2 separate regions of the Capra hircus genome follow, and region 2 is linked to region 1. A link is a contact called in public Hi-C data. All regions are on one chromosome and are shown on one strand. Each heading gives the region's core, a stretch centred on a gene start, on an enhancer-like site or on the middle of the called end of the contact. The rest is flanking DNA. Distances are from core to core; before and after follow the strand shown.

Region 1 (2,577 bases), core at 24-2,523:
ATCCTGATTACGCTAGCAGTCAAAAACTCTGTCCCATGATGTTCCTCCAATCACTCCATGTCTCAGTTGAAAAACAATCAGTGAGAAAGGAAGTGATTTCTCAAGTTTGGCGTAAGAAGCTGTGCAGCTGCACAACTGCAAGGGGCACCATTTACATTACAGTCTACGAGCGGCGCTCCAGGTAACTGCTTTGCCTCGGAGCCCCCAGTGCAGTGAACTTCTTCCTTTATCAAGGATTCCCAGCAGGCATGACTCCCTTGGGACCACGAGCATCCTTAGTCTGTATCTAAGTATTCCCCCGAGGCCTCAACACACCTTGCAGCATACACAGAAAGCCTTGAGAGGGTTCAGCCCCAGCCAGCCACTGCTACCACAGTCCCGGAAGCGGTCCATAAAGTGTGTGTACAAATCTCGCTGGATCTGAGAGAGCCGCACCAGGATCACATTTTCTTCCTTGGCAGGCAGATGAATCTTCAGCACAGTGTGGCCTCTCCTACAAAGGTATGGATCAGAACTGACAAGGCAGTGTGGCCAGGAGGCGTCAGTGCAGGACAACAGGAGAACCCTGCACTGGTGCCACACATCCTTCTTTAGGACCACAACATTCACAATAGCCTTGTAATAACGAGGACTGGCTCAGCAACCAGCAGCAAGAAACTTATTTTGAGGGTAAAAACTAAAGCAAAGAGGCAGAGTGACCTGTCCCAGGTGACTGAACGAGAGACAGAGACCAGGGGACTCCAGGTCCATAACCTGGTCTAGGGCTGCTTCTCTAAGCTTTCTCCACACATGCCGTCTTCACAAGGAAAAACAAGGGGATGCTTCAGGCTGGCCAAACCTACATCTTCCAAGACGCTGAAACTGGTGAGGCCATTCCCCTGACAACCATTTTATTCTTTCACTCAAGTCCTCGGCATGGTAGCTATCTCTTGCTTCTCTGAGCAAGTAAGGCAGATATCCCTAGTAACTTCACAGATTACTTCTGAGAGATGCATTTCTGGGCCAGATTTCCAGAGAATGAACCACTGGATATCCACCATCTCTTACTTGCTCAGGAAAAGCTATTCCGTGAAAGCAGAGGTTTACTACTGCCCTACGAGAAAGGGGTCCTCCCACCATAACCACCTTCCCCCCGTTCAGGAAAGCCCTGAGGGGTCTGTTCCACCAGGACTCTCCACGGATTTGGAAAATCTGAGGATGGCTCACCTCTGCACGAAGCCCTCCAGGAGGCTGTGCAGGACGTGGCTCCGGTACCGCATGAGGCGGACGTCCTGAGGCGTGCTGTCAATACACTGTCCATTCAGGATGGGGCGCTCAAACATGTTGCTGAACTCCTGCCGGGTGCCGAGGAAGTCTGGGCGCACGAAGTCCACCATGCACCAGTACTCGATGAGGTTGTTCTGCAGGGGGTACCCGGTCAGCACCACCCGGCGGCGGGAGCGAATGTTCTTCAAGGCCTGGGAGGTGCTGGCCTGGCAGTTTTTGATGCGGTGTCCCTCGTCACAGATCACCACATCAGGGCCAGGGCGGCATAAGGCCTTCTCAAACTCTAGGGAGGGAAGAGGATCCGGAGTAAGAGGGTGAGAGGGCTTGCTCTTAGTCAACAATATGAGAAGTAGGGGTGCACCCTGGAGGAGACAGAAGAAATGAAGGAAGCAGGAAAGCAAGAGTCAGCCCCCAGTGGAGAAAGGGAGCCGGCCATTCCAGTTCCTGAGCATCTGCTGTGACATGTGACCCTGGCCGACTGACTCTTGCAGTGAATCCCCTTTCCCTCTTTCCTTTCCTTTTTTTCTTTTCCCTTTAGGCTAAGAATAAAACTGAGTCGCATTCCCAGGGCTTACACCAACTAGGTAGCAGACAGCATGACTTTCAGAGTACTAGTCTAAAGGATTAAAAATGCATCTGGGATGATTCTGATGGGAATAACCCAGACACTTCCACAGGCTCTCATCACTGTCTTGGCGTCACCTGAGAGCTGGCTGGTGGGAGCTAATTAAAGGACAAGGTCTTCCTGGAGTTACTTGCTGCTCATTGCTAAATGTCAAAGTCAGCCACAGAAGCAGGGAAAACAGAATCTCATAGATGAAGAGATCTATGAAATGAAACAGCCTCTGAACCTTAAAAGTACTTTTTTCCCCCAAATAAGCCAAGGCCCTCAAACGAGAGAAGAGAGCTAGAACTATGAGAAGAATGGCTTTCACCAAAAAGAAAACTGTGATAAATTCCTCTTTTATAAAATCACACAAACAGTACACCACTACTCCGTGTATTAGTTATTTAAATACTTTATATTGTCTTAATGCTGTCTCAGAACATTCTGGGAAGCAGTAAAGGGAGCAGCTGCCCTTCTAATTGCTCTGTGAAGACATAGGGGAGTCTTGCCCAAGCCAGTCTGTGGCCTGGCCGACCCAGAATTTTACTGTCTGCAGAGAAAGCAGGACCTTCCAAGAGCTGCTGGCTAGAGCCAGTCTTACCTCAGGGTCCAGGATTTCTGGTTCATTAATGCTCCCCATGTGATTAGGTACTAGAGCAGACACGACTTCTTTCCCCCAAGTAATCCCCTAGATATCCCCAGAG
Region 2 (2,577 bases), core at 23-2,522, 94 kb after region 1:
AGCAGCAGCAGAGCTATGAAGTCAAAGGAAATGCTAGTGGCTATTACTGAGAGGCAAAATCCCAGAAGCACAGAGAACAGAACTGTGTGGCATTGCAGAGAGGTGATATGTCTGCGTACTGCCACCCAACATTCTAGAATTTTGTGCCCGAGCATCAGCTGTTTAAAGTTACACACCTAAGTGAAGCAGGGAGGTCTCTTCTTAAAGGCGGGTAACGGGGCCCTGTGAGCAACAGAACTAAGAGGCCCAGCACCCAGGCTCTGGCTAGCTTCATACTAGCTATGGAGCCTGAGCATGGCAGCAAGCTTGCTGTGCCCCATGTTTCCCATGTGAAATCGCTGTGAGGATACCATAAAAATGCATAGGAACTTGCTCAGGACTCCTAGGAATAAAGGCTGGGTTCTTGCCTGGAGAATCCCAGAGACGGGGAAGCCTGGTGGGCTGCTGTCTATGGGGTCGCACAGAGTCGGATACGACTGAAGTGACTTAGCAGCAGCAGCAGCAGGACCTCGTTAGGGAGCGTATGCTCAGCTGTGGGGCTTACCTTTCACGTCTCCAAAAAGGAATCCCCGAGTCAGAGTCAAGAGTCGTTCTGGTTTTGTTGCTAATTGGTTGTGTGATGTTAGGCAAGTCACTCACTCTCTTGGTCTCACTTTTCCCAGCTGCAAATAAAGAAATTAGATGACGTCCGAAGTCAGCTCTCCCTTAATCTATTTCCTTTTGATTCTTTCCTTTGCTCTGCTTCACATATAATACCTAGGACGAATTTTTATTGATTCTACAGGCTAGGTCTTGAACAGAAAGACAAAAACTAAAGCCTTTTGTTTAATGAGTGTTGTGATTTCTCACACGCTTTGGGAAATATTTTCTTAGATCCTGGTATGTTTTAGGTCCAATGGAGCAAATGGGAGACTAAAAGACTTCTACATGTCACACAGGGCCGAATAAAGTACTAAGAAGGTAATCCAGCAGTTCCGGTGTTGGTCTGGGAGGATCGAGCCTCACTTTTCGCTTCCGTCTTCCTGAACAGCCAATAAGTACGTAGCAGTTCGCGTTTATACTAAAACTACAAACCCCAGAAGTCAACGCGCGGGGCAAAATGCCCACGCGCCAACCACGACTCGGTGGGTGCCGCCCCTAGGGGCGGAACTTTATTTCCCTGGCGGCGCCGGGGCTGGCCCTGGTGTTCTCCTCCCGCCTCCTGCCGGCAGTCCTCGCGCCAAGTCGGGAGGAGCGCGCGCGCGCAGGGCACGTAGCACGCGAGTGACGCATAATATGTGGGCCGCTCCGGAGCCGTGGTCGCGCTGTGTGTGAGTGAGAGTGAGTGCGGGACCTGAGGCGGTGTGGGTGAACTGTGGCCGCTGGCGGGGTCAGGGGGAGCGGCGGAGCCGCCCGGGAAGGTGAGTGGGGAAGGAAGGGGGACGGCTCTTTGAGACGGGCTCGAGGAGACTGGGCGCGTGGCCGGGCGGGCGGGAGAGTGGGCGCCGGGCTGGGGGAGGGGCGGCACCTGCCTGGGCCGCCGGCTGGGAGGGGGCGGGCCGGGCCTCCCGGGAGGCTTGGTCCAGGGCCTGATTAGACTTTTACTCCTCCAGATTTTGGGCTCGGGGGCGGGGCCTCCACGTTCTTCCTCCAGTCCGCAAAAGAAGCTTCCCAAGAGTAACTCTTCCGCCCGGAGTGGGGAGCAAGGGTGTGCCCGCCCCTGCCTGGGGGAGGGGCGCCTCTCATTCCACTCATCACCTTTTACTTCCCAGTCCTCCTAGTCTTCGATCTCTACGGCCGGGGGTTGGGGGGGGGGGGCTGGTCTCCATCTTCTTTGCCCTACGGCGGCCCCCTTCCCATTCTGTGTCTCCGCCTCTAGCTCCAGTCACCTGGGCGGGCTCTCTCCTCCCTCGGCCTCGTGCCACCTCCCTCTTGCACCCGCCCGGCTCTCTTTCGGGCGAAGTGGGGCGGGGCTCTCCCGGGACTCCTCCCACTCCCCTGGTGGAGGGGAGGGGCGGAAGGCGAGGTGTGAGGTTCTGCAGATGAGAGCCAAACGTTGGAGCGCCCACCAACCTTCCCGGGATCCTGTTAACGAGGGTTATAGTTGTTTTTAACTGAGTGTCATTCGTTTGCTTAATTCTCTCTTCTTAGACGGTTTGCGTCTCACTTCCTCTTATTGCACTGTTAGCGCTCGGTATCTTTTTTGTTGAGGAAGTAGTTTGGGGCTGTTTGTAGAGGTTCTTTTTGAGTCCCAGATCACTCGCCCATGTCACGTTGGCCTCAGTTTTTCCTTACTCTTGTCTTTTCAACGAAGCCTTTAAATTAGTCTACGTGTTTTAATTATTAGTAACATCTTGTTCTAAACGCTTTGTTAATGTACGGAGTGAGGTTCATTGGTAATGTTGTGTAGTTTTCTTGTCTCATTAAACCTTAAAAGGTTTATGTAAGCTTTTATTGCTGTTTTTCTGCTTGATGCTGTCAAAATTTGGGTTTTGTATATTGCAGTTGTCCATTTTCTAGTGGTAATATGCTTTTTAGTATAAAGGAAATTGATACAGAATTTGGGAACTATAAAGGAAGTCCTTTCATGCTCAAAAT

The links. Hi-C and Micro-C count contacts between places; a contact is called where the count stands out from the background.
Region 2: a Hi-C map of blood shows a contact between it and region 1, with 3 times the contacts expected there. The contact joins the promoter of DCAF1 here to the enhancer-like site in region 1. A contact is called at or near these places in 2 of 5 Hi-C or Micro-C datasets (blood and liver).

The regions. Positions count from the first base shown.
Region 1 is chr22:49,274,713-49,277,289 of ARS1.2, forward strand. It overlaps RAD54L2 (helicase ARIP4), which reads right to left. Exons shown (of 22, transcript XM_018038216.1): 10 at 1,207-1,549; 11 at 316-493. Among named protein-coding and RNA genes, the nearest start is that of TEX264, 24 kb to the left of the region's middle. Within about 2 kb of position 1,274, at least 1 of the 5 cell types and tissues checked has an H3K27ac peak or open chromatin away from gene starts, as enhancers often do.
Region 2 is chr22:49,368,921-49,371,497 of ARS1.2, forward strand. It overlaps DCAF1 (protein VPRBP), which reads left to right and starts at 1,273. Exons shown (of 24, transcript XM_018067088.1): 1 at 1,273-1,400. LOC102191471 (a long non-coding RNA gene) reads right to left here and starts at 1,845. Exons shown (of 5, transcript XR_001919999.1): 1 at 1,738-1,845; 2 at 545-662.